Regions from separate parts of the Pan troglodytes genome. Here region 2 is linked to region 1. Evidence: chromatin contacts called from public HiChIP or PLAC-seq data. All regions are on one chromosome and are shown on one strand. Each heading gives the region's core, a stretch centred on a gene start, on an enhancer-like site or on the middle of the called end of the contact. The rest is flanking DNA. Distances are from core to core; before and after follow the strand shown. Region 1 holds the start of RFX4 (regulatory factor X4). Region 2 holds the start of RIC8B (RIC8 guanine nucleotide exchange factor B).

Region 1 (7,239 bases), core at 2,569-5,068:
TGCTCAAGTCAGAAACCTGGGAATCCCTTCTCCCTCCCCATCCCTGGCCACAACTAATCAACATCAAGCCTGGAAATACAGCTTCCTTGGTATCTCCTGAACCCTGCCCCTACTGCCATGTACCTGTGTCAGGTCATCCTGATCCCTCCCTCCCACCCCCTCCTGCAACCAACCCCCATCTGGCCACCACACAGCTTGAGATCTCTTCACATTTTGTGATCTCTTCAAAATGTAGATTTAGTCCTATATGCACCAAACCCTTCTAGGGTACATTTCTTGGCATGGCCCTAGCTTACCTCCCCATGAAATGGCCTGTTAATCCTCTCTTCCTCTCTTGGGTTCCATGTGCAGCCAGGCCAGGCTCCAGTCCCAAACACACTCCACAGGTTCTCCTCTTCGCCTGTGCCTCTGTTTGTAACACCCTCAACCCCCTTGTCTGGCTAATTCAGCTCCTGGGTCACCACTTCCTCCAGGAGGCCTGCCTTGACACCAGCCTCCGAGGATCAGTCACATTGCCCTCTCTTTGCTCTCATAGCACCCACAATTTCCCCATCACCCCCTCCCTGCCCCTGTGCTATGTTCTATTGAGATTTCAAGCCTCTGCAGGATAGGAATTGGATAATTCATTACTGTGTCCACAGTGTCTGTCAAGGGCAAGAGAGCCACACAGAACCCCAGTAGTTCTCCTAAAAGTGGAGACGACAATAATATGTATTAGTTGTGTTGTGAGGATGAAATGAACTAATGCGTGGAAGACGCCTGAACCCGTGGAAACACATAATGAATACATTAATAGTAAATGGTAGCTATTACTATTTATGATGTTGACAGCATTAAATCTAAGCAAACATTTTATTGAAGTATGAAATACATTCCAAAAAATGCGCAAAATCACAAGTGTCACAGTCAGTGAATTGTCACAAATGACACCCTTGTGACTAGCCCCTGGATACCATTACTTTTAAGCTCAAATGTCAGCTTCTCAGAGAGGCCCTCCCTTGACTTCGTCTCCACCTCTTAATTCTATGTTGTATATATTATCTGTTTCCCCTCACTCCCATGTAAGCTTCAGGAGAGCAAGTTTTTTTTTTTTTTTTTTTTTGGTCTATTTTGTTCACTGATGTAGCCTCCGCTTCCTAGAATAGTTCTGGACACATAGTAGATGCACAGTAAAAATTTGCCAAGGAACAAATGAGCGATTATTATTTTCATTTCTTTAAGCTCCCAGGCGCTGCAGCATGGTCATGCCCGAGAACTCGTGCCATCCCAGGTGAAGCAGCGCTGGGCCGGGACCAGCCGCACCTGGCCCGGCTCTGAGCTGTGCTGGGTTGGCTCCGGGTTCTTCCGCCTCACTCCTGGCCTGTGAGCCCGGCTCACCTCACCCTACCCACCTCCACTCTGCGTGCAAAAATTATAATAATAATAGCAACAATAATAGTCTCAAACGCCCTGGAGACCACCCGTGCCCCCGTGGCATCCCTCAAGGACTCTCCGGGCGGTGGCAGCCGCCCACCCTGGGGACGCGCTCCTTGCTGCCACCGGAACGCCTCTGGCCAGGCTCCATCTACGCGCTGTCAGACCCTCCCGCCGTCTGAAGAAGGCTTTTACTCTTCAGCCTATTCCAGTGGCAGAGAAGCTAAGGCTACAAAGGCGAACGCGAACAGTCAGATCTGACTTCGAATTCCGCTGTCATTGCTGCCAGGCGCACCACGAGGACGCGCGGTGACCGCCACCATGGCATTCGGCTGCCAAAGGTTTCCATCGACCTCTTTCCCATCACCAGCATCGCAGCGGGAAAGAATGTGCCTGGCGCCCTTCTAGGCACTGGGCATGGGGTGGTGAACAAAGTCCTCCAGAAATAAACCGGGTAATGAGCCCGGCAGCGGCCGGGGCAGGAAGGGACCTTCGCAGAGAGTGGTCAGGCACAGCACCCCCGAGGAGGCGACGCTCAGGTGAGACCAGGGTGACGCAAAGGTGTCGGCCGGTTAGGCACCTGTGAGGAAGGAGGAGCCGGCAGAGTGCCAAGTAGAGGGAACAGCAAATGCCCGGCTCCTTTTATAACCACTGCCTCAGTTATCTTCCCCCAAAGCTTGAGAGGGGGCAACTTTGCTACATTTCACAGACGAGGAAGCTGAGGCCCAGAACGATGAAGGAATTTACAGAGCTGGGATTCGAACCCCGCGCTACCGTCAGTCCATCCCGGGCTCTGTCCAGCCGGTACCGCGCGCCGCCCCCTTCCTCCCGCCCCGTGACCTTAACTCGGCACGTGCTGGCCCCTCGGGCTCCCCAGCCTCCGTACATTGTCCCACTCAGCTCTGATTGTGGGGAGGGGGCGGACCGAGGGGCGGGGGGCGTCTTTCCGAAGGATCGCGGAAAGCCGCGCGCAGCCAGGGGCCCGGGGTTAGAGACCCCCACTCCCGCACGGCGTTAGGGACTCCGCGCTTCCCCGCCCCCGCCGCGGCCGGCCGGCTCTGCCTCTGTCCATGGTCAAAGCACCCGGGGTAATCCGCCTTTCTCTTCCGCCCGCCGGGCCCCATTCATATTCTAATCACAGCGCGGCCGACCCGCGAACGGCCACTTTATCGGGGCCCGCAGGAGACGCAGCTTGCTCCCCCTCACTTCCACTTCCAGCACCCCCCGGCCCTCGCCCCCCTCTTTCTGCACTTTCAACTCCGCCGAGGAGGGGGTCCCTGGGAAAACCGCGTCCCCACTTGGATGCCAGGGCTTCTCACAAACTTCGAGGCCGACTGGGGGACGGCGGTGGGGTGGGGAGGGCAGGGGGAGGGCGGAGGAACAGAGACAGACAGACTGACAGAGTTACGGGAAGAGGCGGGGGAGGGGGGACAGTACAGAGAGACCGAGGGGGATAGAGACAGAGAGGGGCAGAGTCCTAGGGGGAGACAAAGAGAAGTGGAGGCAGGGTCTGGACAGAGACACTAGCAGCCAAGGAAGGAGAAATAGAGGGACAGAGACAGAGACACAGAGGACGAGAGGGACAGAGAGCTAGAAACAGACACCGGGAGACAGGCGGAGAGAGACAGCGAGATGGAAGGAGAGAAACAGGATGAAGGACCCAGGCCCAGAGGAAGACAGAAAGTTCTGGAGGAGGCGAACCAGCCACTCACCTCCTCCCCGCCTAGCGGCCTTGTTGCGCTCAGATTGGGGCATGGGGTCTTAGGGATTCAGTTCCCCTTCCCCACCCTTTCCCCTTCAAGCTCGCTTCACTCCCCCACGCGTGTCTGCGGATCCGCGTGTAAGGGGTCAAGACATACCCCCTCCCGCATTCCCAGGGCCACCACCCGAAATCTAACCCAGGACCAAAATGGGGGGTGGGTGGGGGCGCAAGAGAAGGAAGGGAGTGGGGCCCCACTCGTGGTAGCGCAGGCGACTCCCCAGGCTCCAGGAGTTCCCCGCGGCTCCCCCGCGCCCCGCACCCCCCTCCCGGCCTGCCAGCGCGGCGCGGGGCCCGATGGCGGGGAAGGGCCGGGAGGGGGAGGGGGCCACATCTAAGCCAATTTTGATTTCGCCTATAATGAGTGCCGGGCGAAGGCTGGAGAAGGCCTCTGGAACTTTAAATAAGAAAAACGTTGCTAATGCTATAATAGAAGGGGGAAGTCGGAGGGCTGGGATTGCGTCGCTCTGAGCCCCCCTTTTCGGAGGCGGCTTTTCTTATTCAAAACAGGCCCACAATGGGCTTCACAGTGCGCCTCGCCACGGCCCCATCTGACGAACGGCCATTCATCAGGCCGGCTGGCCTATCAATGACATTGCTCCCATCGGGGCTCCTATAAAATGATGCTTTTTCCCATGAAACATCCGCAAACATTTTGACGGGTTTGGCTTTGCCCGGCTGGATTACTGAGTGTCCCCTCGCTCGCTCGCTTTTTCTCTCTCCCCCTTCTCCGAGCTCGCTCCCGTCTCTCCCTCTCTCTCCTCTTTTCTTCTTTCTCTTTTCTTTCCTCTTCTTTTTCTTTTCTTTTCCTTTCCTCCTTTATCCTTGTGCCCCCTCACTTTCTGCGTCTCTCTCTCTCCCCTTCTCCCTCCCTCCCTCCCTTCCTCCCTGGGCATCTCTAGCACAGGGGATCCCCAAACATCAGGACTTTTGGGGGGCGCCTGTGCTGTCCATGGGAAGAGCATGCATTGTGGGTTACTGGAGGAACCCGACATGGATTCCACAGGTTAGTCCTACTGGCGGGGGGTGGGGGGATACATTGGGAGGGAAGGAGAAGGGAGAGGGGGAACTTTAGAAAGAAGTTGGGGAAAGTTCAGACGGGTCAACTTGACAGTGGAACCCCAAAGAATAACGCAGAGCTTGCAGAAGTTTTCAATTCGAGGCGATGTGTGTAACTGGATGCGTGGAAGTCTGTGTATAAGCGTGTGATTGTGTACGTGTGTGAGTGTGTGTGCGTGCTCGCGCGCGAAGGAGCGCGCTTTCGCTTGCCCTGGACACAAAGTTCCGTAAAGATGCGCTGGCTCGCGGCGAGCTCGAGGTGCCACTTGCAGAAACTTTGCCAGCCGACCGCCCCCTCCCGGACCCAGGTCCTCCTAGGGTATGGGAGCCTCGGAATAGCGGTGCGCTCGGGGTCTGGCGGCCAGGGCCGGGAAGCCGAGCGGAACGCCCCGAGGCGGGGGAGGGTGACGGCTTCGCACTGCGCCTGGGAGGTGGGGACCGAGGCTCCGGCTGGTAGAGACGCGCAGCTGGAGGGAGTGGCGGCGGCGAACCCGGTGGTCCGGGGGAATCCGCAGAAACGGGAGGTGGGAGTCCTGGGCTGTGGGGGCGGGCTTTTAGCTTTTCTGCCAGGAAGGGGCACCCAACGCCGGGCTCCACTAGGGAGCTGTGACCTTGCTGGAGGGAGGGCAGGACGCAGAGTGGCCCGCTAAACTCGGCGTTGGGGTCTGCAAACTGCTCTGCAGTTCAAGAGCTGCTGGGCGTCAGGTTTTGGGGGCGCGGCGGTCCTTAACAACGAAAAAAGGAGGCCAAGGAATCTTTCACAACGAAAACGCCTGGTATCTCGGTTCTTCCTCCAGTAGTTTTCGCCACCTCCCACTCCTAGCACCTTTGAAGAGCCGTCACACTTCTAGATCTGTTAACGCTCCCTAAGTCCCTTGCAGGTGGAAGTTCTCTTACAGTTCACCCCCTCCCCTAGGCTCATTCTTGCAACCCGGCTATTTTCATTTTGGCCCCGCTGCAGCCTCAGGATTTCTTAGGGTGATGAGTTCGGGGAGAGGCAGAAATAGGGCAGTGGACTCAGCCTGGGCCGTGGCGAGGTTTGAGAGAATGCCTGCAAGCATACGCTGCTGGGCATTGCAGCGCGGAGCAACAAGTGCCTTCCAGCCCCGGCCGTCCCCTAAGCCTCCACGTCCTTTCCTTGAGCAAATAAACAAATGCCGCACGAATGTCTCCCCAACTCCACCCCTAGGCAGGCTGGATATGGAAGCGGGGTGGGGGCTGGGGTCATCGGGGCATTGCCCCAGAAGGTCTTTCCTCGGTCCCTGCAGAAATATTTAAGGCCTCTCCAGGTTTCCGCTGCAGCCCTGGTGGCCCGGACACCGGGATGCTCTTGCCAGGGGGGATATTCGGTGTTTTAGGGTAGTTGTCGATCTCTGATTCCTAGAGTCAAGGCCCTGCCTGATTGCACTCCCCTGAGTGGGTGTGAGCCCCCAGGGAGTGGGGAAAGGCTAAGCCCCGAAGTTCTCCTTCCTATACTCGATGACAAACGAAGGCGAGGAGAAGCGTCGCCTGCCCTGCGTGCCTCTCCGGACACGGCAGGCCCCGCTGAGGTCTCTGCTGGCGGTAAAGCGGGAGCCCAGAGAGAGAAAAGCGCCTTTTCCACCATTTTTTCATCTCAAGCGCTGCGCCCTCACCACCTCCTGAGAACCCTAACATTAAAAATGAATATCCTTAACAAAATTAAACGCATGTCTGCAGAGTTTGTGGCCAAGTATTTTCGAGCGGCCCACGCAGGGACATAGGGTCTCCCTATATCCCAAACCTGCAGTGGCCCTGCTGGGGGGCTTTTAGCTGCCTCCTCCACAGGGCCAGGCCCCTCGGTACTTCTGGGGAGGACTGTGGGGCTGTGGATTCGTGGTGTTTTCTGTTCTCGATGCAACTGGTGGTCGTGGGGGCGCCGGGTCCTCTTCACCTCAACTGCAAACACTCCAGAGAGGTTCTGAAATAGAAATCCTTTCCCCATCCACTTCTCCCCCTTTTGTATATCCGAGACATCCCTAGGTCACCACCCTGAACGCAAAATCAAAAGTTTTGGTACACGACAGTGTGAAGAAATGACACGAGACGCACCAGGTGACATTTCACTCGGACTTGCAAAACCGACGACAAGGGAAGTGCGGCTCGGCGTGGTCCAGTCCAGAAGCCTTCCCTCACCTCCCTTCCAGAGAATTTAATCCAATTAGCCTTTCTTCTGAGTTTCCCTTGTTATGTAAAGGTCTTTTCTCCTCGGCTTGCAGAGACGCGCGCTCCACGGAGCAGTTCGATTCTGCTCCTTTTGTATAAGATCGCGCGCGATCAGAACCAGGAATATTGCTGTTATTATTTCATTCCGAAGGGACTGGAACAACCGACTCACAGCAAGTGCTGGGGCGAAGTAGGAAACGTCCAGGATAAGAGAGGCCGGCGAGCGGGGCCGCCGTCCCTTACTCTTAAAAGGAAAATCCCCGCGAAGTGCCTCGGGCCCGGGAGAACAGTTTTGCAGGGGCCAGGGCTCTAGTGGCCTGCTTTGGGGCCACTTCAGCGTGACCTGCGGAAACGCGCCCCTTTGTTCCGCACACCGAGCCAGTAATATATTCCTCGGGTTTCCCCAAAATACTCAACAAGTGTGGAGCTAAGACAATGGCCCGATCGGGGGAAGCTGGGCAGCCGGCGCGCGCCTCCTGGGCCCTAGGCGCTCTCGCTGCCGAGCCCGACAAAGCAAAGCCCCTCTCGGAGGCAAAGCCCCAGCTTGCCGCGCGCCGCGGTGCTCCGGCAGGAGGCAAAGGCGACAGGCGCGCGTAGGGGCAGTCGACGCACCTTCTGGCTGGTGCGCGGTTTGCAGTAAGCGCAGGCGCGCGTCCCGCTCGGCCCGCGCTACAGCCCCACGCCGCGCAAGAGTGGGTGCTGAGCCCCGCGTGGCCTGCCCTCCCCACGCGGGCCACCGGCAGCTGCGTGTTTGTGTCCGCCGGGTCCAATCAGGGCTGCTCTGCCCGGGTGATCGTTGCTCAGTTACTCAAGTTATCCGGAAA
Region 2 (7,028 bases), core at 2,155-4,654, 190 kb after region 1:
ACCCGCCTTGGCCTTCCAAAGTGCTGGGATTACAGGCATGAGCCACCGCGCCCGGCCAAAAAAATAACTTTCATATTGTCAGGTTATTTCTCAAAGACTAATGAGTTACATGCACATGAGTTTGGGGGTCTATCAAAAAAACCAGTTCAGTGGTAGATACTCTATCAAAATATTGATCCAGTGGTTCTCAATACTAGCTGTTTATTCAAATCAACTGAGAAGCTTTTAAAACTACCAGTATCCAGATTTCACCACAGATCAACTGAATCAGAATCTTTGGAGGTATGCCCAAGGAATGATTTGCATATATCATATTGATATTTGATTTGCACATATTGATTTTCACATCCCCACTCTTCATAATAGATTTTTCTAAAGAATTAGCATATTTAAAGGTGGTTTTGTTTTTTCGAAAATCACAAAATTTTAGAACTGAAAAATTTAGAACTGGAATAATATCTGGATCAATCCCTTAGTTTAACAGCTAAGGACACTGTGGGACAATCCAGCTATTATTTCAGTTCTAAATTTCTAAACCTCAAGAAAGGCTGAGTGGCCTCACATAGTGAGGTGGTGGTTGCTGAGTGACAAGTCATATCTTGAATTAGTGGAATTCTCTGAACTCCAGTTCTGGAGCTGTAGCCAATAGACCAAACTGCCAAGGCTTTAAATTCTGCTTTCTCCTAAAGAAAATGTATTCAAAATATTACAACAGTTGAATTTTAAAAGCTGTTAGCACCAGGTACTCACTAAAGACCTTCGGTTTGGCACATTCCAACTAGCCCATTGTCATGGCAAGAGGAAATGCCACAGCAGGATATATCAAAGTCCAAAATAAATGACTAGTATCTATTTGCAGGCTTTTTCATTGGCCCTAACCTGAAAGTCCATAATATTTTATGTTATCAGAGCCCAGGGTGCTTCTAGCCCTTAACTATACCACTTATTAGCAAACTTCCTTGCTTATGAGCCAGCTAATCAATACTCTGAACTTCCCTTTTCTCTGTAAAAAAGAAAATAGTGCCTCTTATTGACCTTGCAATTTCAGCTATAGTAAGGATTAAATCAAATAATCTACGTGGAGATATTTTAAGAATTTAAAATCTCTATCCATAGATATATCTAGGATTACTATATTACTGTTTCTATGAGCAACGACTTGTGAAAAAATATTTGTTGCTTTGATTACCAAGGCTCTAAATATTAATTCCTTGCTATCATGCCACTCAAGCATCACCAGGAAGTGAAGTCAGAACAGGACTAGAGTCTCTAGTCCCTGAAAGTATCCCGTAACTAATATTCAAGGAGGTAAAGTGATGTAGTGACCTAGGACTCAGCTAGTCTAGGCTCCATTCCCAGAGTCTGCTATTGACCTTGGACAAGCCACTTAATTTTTCTGGAACCAGAGTCTCGTCAGTGGTCAAAAGATGACTTGAATTAGAGTCAAAGATCCCTTTGAGTTATAAAATCAGAATACGAACATTTAATTAAAATTACTAAAGTACAACTTCCCAAGTCATTAATTCATCTGGTTTTACATTTTTAAAATCTCTTTTTAGAAGTACAGAGTTGGAGACTAAAAACATAGCCTATTTCTGGCAAACAGACACTTCAAAGACATGTGTCTGAAATGTCAGAGACCTTCTAAAAGAATTCTAAAGAGAAACATCTCTACGGAAATAAGATACTTTGTGCTCGTTTAATATCGTCTCTGGGAGACCCTTGCTCCAAAAATAAATATATGGATACCCCCAAAGCACTTAATTCTGTACTGGACACAGAGCAGGCACACAAATACTTTGTTAACAGCTCTCAGTTTTTGTCCCAGTTCTTGCTACTTAACTCATCTGACCCTGTTTTCTTATCTATAAAGTGGGAACAATACCTTCCCCAATGATCCATTGAGATTAGAAGTATTAAAAAGTTCTGTAAACTGTTAAAAACAATCGCAAGATGTTACTATTAGCTTAGAAAATTAGCTAACTATTCCATGACCTTACTAAAATGTGCTTTTTGGAGAGATGGATTAAAATCTTTCTGACTTAATTTATTACAGAGCACCTACCCCAATGCCTGACTCAAATATGCTCAATAAATGTTTGCTGCATGGAAAGTATAATATACAGAAAGACCAAAAGCTCCATAAACTCAGGTCCCATGTTCGTTCTTATTTCCGAATTCCCAGTATCTAGCAGAATATCTACCACAGCATAGAAGAAATTCAATCATTAGATAAATAAACTTTTGCCCCCTCTAGTTCCTCTTCAGCACAGCTCAAGAGGGAGAGACTGGTAGGGGAGACATCAAGGATGATTATGGGTAAAGGCTGCTTGGAATGGAAAACTTGAAATTACTTGGAGAATTCATCCACTTTCCATCAAAAAAAAAGCTTGGGAGAGCAGAAAGAGCACAGGCTCTGAGTTCAAATTCAGTTTCCAAAAATCTGCAATTTTGATAAATTAACCAACTAACCTCTCCAAGACTCAGTTTCCTCATCTTAAAATGAGAATAACTCATATGGGTGCTCACTAGAATGGAAGCTCCATGAAGGCAGGGACTTTACTTTGGGCCCACTGTATCCACACTGCATTTAACAGCACCTGGGCACAGCACAGGCTCTCAAATATTTGTTGAATGAATGTGTATGAAATTGATTGAGCTAACACAGGTGAAGTATTAACAGAGTGCCTGACACGTAATTACCACCGGGGCAATGGGAACCTTTGTCATCACCACCACCGCTACTGTATCGGTATTATTACAGTTCCCGGAGGTCGCAGAGCGGCCGCTTCGGGGGGAAAGGCCTGGTTTCAAACCTCGACTTTCCCATTCTCTGGCCGTGTGACTTAGGATAAATTACTGAAACTATTCGGGTTCCTTTTTATTTCCACAAAAATTTGTGTTGGGATAATTAGAGGATATAGGGAAATTACCTAAGAGAGTCTGGAGCCCCGGGGGCACGAGATGCATGCTAGAGATTAGTATTAAGGCAGAAAATCGCCGAGTCCTCTTTTATCCAGATAACTGCCTTCGATTATTTCCCACATTACTGTAGCTGAGTACATAACAAGAACGCAAATAAGGGTGGAAGGAATTCCCGAGACCGAAACCGCTAAATGAGAAAAGGGAATTAAACCGTGCTTGACAGTTCCCACCAAGGGATGGCAGTTTCCGCGACCGTCGGCCAGTCCAGCCAGCCCAGCCAGCCGAGACTGGAGCAGGACAGTCAGCGACATAAGGAACAAAACCGAAGCAGACGCTTAGACCCTCCCTCTAACGGTCTCCCCGCCGCCGGCCTCAGGCGGCCGCCAGACTCCCGTTTCCGGCCCTCGCGGTACCACAGTTCCCAGTATGCCCTTGGCGGGAAGTCTTTCCGGCTGGATGACTACTAATCCCAGCATGCCATTCGGCACGCCAGTAAATTAGATGGAAGAACGGGATAGCCCCATTGCATGCAGGGAATTGCAGTCCATTTAGCGGCTGGTTCATAGATGGGCGGGGAAGAGCCGGGTTGCTCTAGTCCTTTGAGAATGATTCATAGAGGAGGGTCAGGAAAGAAGAACGGTTCAGTCTGTGAAAGCCCCCTTAAAAGACTGGACAGTTCTCCGAGGGAGGGAGAGGCAGGAGAGCAAGCAGGGCCTTGGGCCTGACTCCGCCTCGGTCCGCTAGCCAGGCCTCGACCGAGTCCTGGGCCTTGTCGGGGGCGGCCGTGAGGCGCCGGTTGCTGGGGGAGCGGTGACGTCGCGGGGTGAAAGTTGAGGGGCGGTGACGTCGGGCCGGCCCGGGCGGAGGCTGGCGGGTTGGAGGCAGGACGGAGGGAGGGAAAGAGGGAAGGAAGGAAGCTGGGAAGGAGCGAGCGGGGGCGCGAGGCGTTTACCTGGAGGCAGCGGCTTGGGCGCGCAGAGCGGCCGCGGCTCCCCCGCACCTGCGGCCATGGATGAGGAGCGCGCCCTCTACATCGTCCGGGCCGGCGAAGCAGGGGCTATCGAGCGGGTCCTGAGGGATTACAGCGACAAGGTAAAGAGTCCTGGCCCCGGGCGTGCGGTATCGCACCCCCGGGCCGCCCTCCGTGCTTGCACATCGCATCCTTCCCCACCCCCCTCATTCCGGGGATGCGCATTGCTCTCCCCCGAAAACGTTTCCGGCTTGGGCATGCGTGTTTGTGCCCCCAGCCTTTTCCATCCATGCATCCTGCATCCCACTACCCCCACTGTAGCGCCCACTCCTCTGATTCCTGGCCCAGCAGCTTGACCTCCGGTCCTCCTCTCAAGCGTGCAAGTCACACCCCCGGAATCCGTAGATGTGCATCTGTGCCCCGTGCCCCACTCCTGGATGCATAAATGCATGAGAGGCTTCCTCACCTGTATAGCATAAAAATACGTGCTTCCCTGCATAAACACGGCCCGTGACATGCATCAGATGTATCAGCAACGATGGCAGTTTCTATACCTTTAGCACTGTACGGTTTTCAAGGCATTGATGTCTCATCTATGGTCTCCTTTGATCCTCAGAGTGTTTATAGGGTAGATGGTATCATCCTCCCCATTTTATAGATGAGGAAACCGAGGTGCAAAGAGCTGAAATCACGCCCAAGGTCATGGACATATAATGTTGTAAGTGGGTGGAGAATGTAACTCCTAATGATACCTGTTATTTGTATCGCATTAACAGCTTTCCTATCCATTATCTCATTTAATCTTACAGCAATCCTGTGAGGTATTATCTGCATTTTGCAATTGAGACTCTAGATTGGTTAAGTAACTTGCCCAAGGTCATACTTGGAGCTGGTATTCCAGTTTAGTTATTTCCACTTTACAACTCTGCGTAAAAGAGTATCTTGTTATAAATCCCAGTCACTTCTCAGAACCTCTTTCCAAGAACCGTTAGCTCTTCATTACTTTTCCTTCCAGGAATTTTACATGCTCACTTCAAAAGATAGCCTACCACACCTTTATCCGTTGGTTTAGAAGACTGCTTTATAGGAATGACTGGCGACTCCCTTCTGTGAAAACACACCCAACACCAAGTCACAACCTAGCTGTTAATGTTTTTCTTTCTTTTGCCCCCGTACATCGTCTCCCCTTCAGTGTTTGCTTTGTGTCCACCACTGCATCCATCCACTTTGTATTACTGACAATTTGTGTCTTATTTTTGAATCTTTTCCACCCGGGGCAGAAATGGCATACTGGTGGCTGAATTCCCGTTTAATCTTCCCAACAACCCTGGGAGGAGAGTGATGGTATTCCCCAATTCACAAATGATAAAATTTAGAATGATAATGTGGTCCCAAGTCCACACAGCCACTGAGAGATAGAGCTGAGATTTGAATTTAGGTTGTCCAACTCCAAGTCCAGCGCTCTTTCTGCCGTACTGTGTTGCTTTCCTTGGGAAGATTCATAGGTTCTATCTATTCATATCTTAGCTCCTTCACTTTCTGATACGCTTTATTGTTGAACATGTCTGCCTAATTTAGGAATAACTCATTCAATGCATAGTTGTACATATTGTGGAGATTATGATTTAACCCGATTTATTACTGCTTTCCAGAAAAGATATAAGGCAGCTTCAAACTGATTTTCAGAAGCAAGAAATGCAAAGAGAACTTGGCCATTTGTTGAATCAACTAATGTTTATTTAGCACTTACTATATGCCAGATACCCAGCAATAAATAGGAATTTGTTTCTGTAGGGGAGGAAGGAGGAAAAACCTTCAACTGGATATAATCACGTTCTTTAATATTTCTCCTTCCCTTTATGGCTAAACTAATTAGACTCCAGATTTGCTTCCTCCAATTTATCTCTTCTCATTGGTCTCCCTCCAGATTGGTATCTACTTACCACTCCTGGCCAGGTGCTGTCAGAGCTTAAATCCTGAACATCTCCAGCTCCCCTTTTGTATTGGGAATGTTTTTAAGGTTGTTTTGCATGGTGTGTCTTGCTTAAGGTGGTATCTGAAGTGTTTCAAAAGATTCCCAAACACTTGTAATTTTGGGATCAAGCCTGAGAGTGCTCTGACTAGATGTGAACTGGGTCAGTTAGCTCTTTCAGAAGAAAGCGCTCCCTTCTTCTTTTTTGGAGACAGGGTCTGTATCTGTCACCCAGGCTGGAGTGCACTGGTGCAATCACGGCTCACTGCAGCCTCCATCTCCTCCCCCCGCCGACCCTCCCAAGTAGCTGAGACTACAGGTGCGTGCAACAGCACTGGGCTAACTTTTTAAATTCATTTTTTGTAGAGATGGGGTCTCACTGTGTTGCCCAGGCTGCTCTCAAACTGCTGGGCTCAAGCAGTCCTCTCACCTTGGCCTCCCAAAGTACTGCGATTATAGGTGTAAGGTACTGTGCCTGGCGAGAAAGCTCTCATATTTAATACTGACTGTAGTAGGGCCAGTATAGTAGGGCTGATTATAATACAAAGAAAATGGCTGAACATCATATTGCAGTGAGGTTTTGCCCCTCAAAGGGAGAGATTTTGAGAGCAGATGAATAGGAAGTGAATGTATGATCATAGTGGTTCAGGCAGTAAGAATGGGGAGGTGGAATTAAATTGCCCAGCTCTATGGTATATGGAATTTGGAACCCTGAAAAAAATAGTTGGGTACCATATACTTCAGTTTCCTTATCTGGAAAAGTGGATTTGAGAAATGTTTGGATTATGAGGTGATTATAGGGCATTGAGGAGTCCAACAGAGAGACATGAATGCTGTAGAGAGAGAGAGACCGGTTCGTTATTTGGGAGAGTAGTGGAGAGGTTCTTTATGCTACCTTATACCTCTAATAAAGCTAGTCCTTGAAAGGAGGCAGTCAAGGGTAGTAGAAAGGTGGTGGGATTTGACATCAGATAAACTTGGTTCAAATCCCAACTCTGCCATTTATTAGCTTTATGACTATGGATAAATTATATTAAGCCTGTGAGTCTCAGTTGCCTTACCTGTAAAATAGGGATAATATCACCATTCTCTTAAATTATTGTGAGGATTACATTAAATGAAATATAATGCCAACACTGGGCACAATGCACCTAGGAAGCA

The links. HiChIP or PLAC-seq counts read pairs in DNA pulled down with a chosen protein or histone mark.
Region 2: an H3K4me3 HiChIP or PLAC-seq map of stem cell-derived excitatory neurons shows a contact between it and region 1, with 3 times the contacts expected there. The contact joins the promoter of RIC8B here to the promoter of RFX4 in region 1. A contact is called at or near these places in 2 of 7 Hi-C or Micro-C datasets (induced pluripotent stem cells and stem cell-derived neural progenitor cells) and 1 of 1 datasets of contacts at active chromatin or transcription factors (stem cell-derived excitatory neurons).

What each region holds. Positions count from the first base shown.
Region 1 is chr10:113,387,960-113,395,198 of NHGRI_mPanTro3-v2.0_pri, forward strand. RFX4 (regulatory factor X4) reads left to right here and starts at 3,819. Exons shown (of 18, transcript XM_001161826.7): 1 at 3,819-4,178. The coding sequence starts at 4,136.
Region 2 is chr10:113,579,431-113,586,458 of NHGRI_mPanTro3-v2.0_pri, forward strand. RIC8B (RIC8 guanine nucleotide exchange factor B) reads left to right here and starts at 3,405. Exons shown (of 13, transcript XR_673594.5): 1 at 3,405-4,017.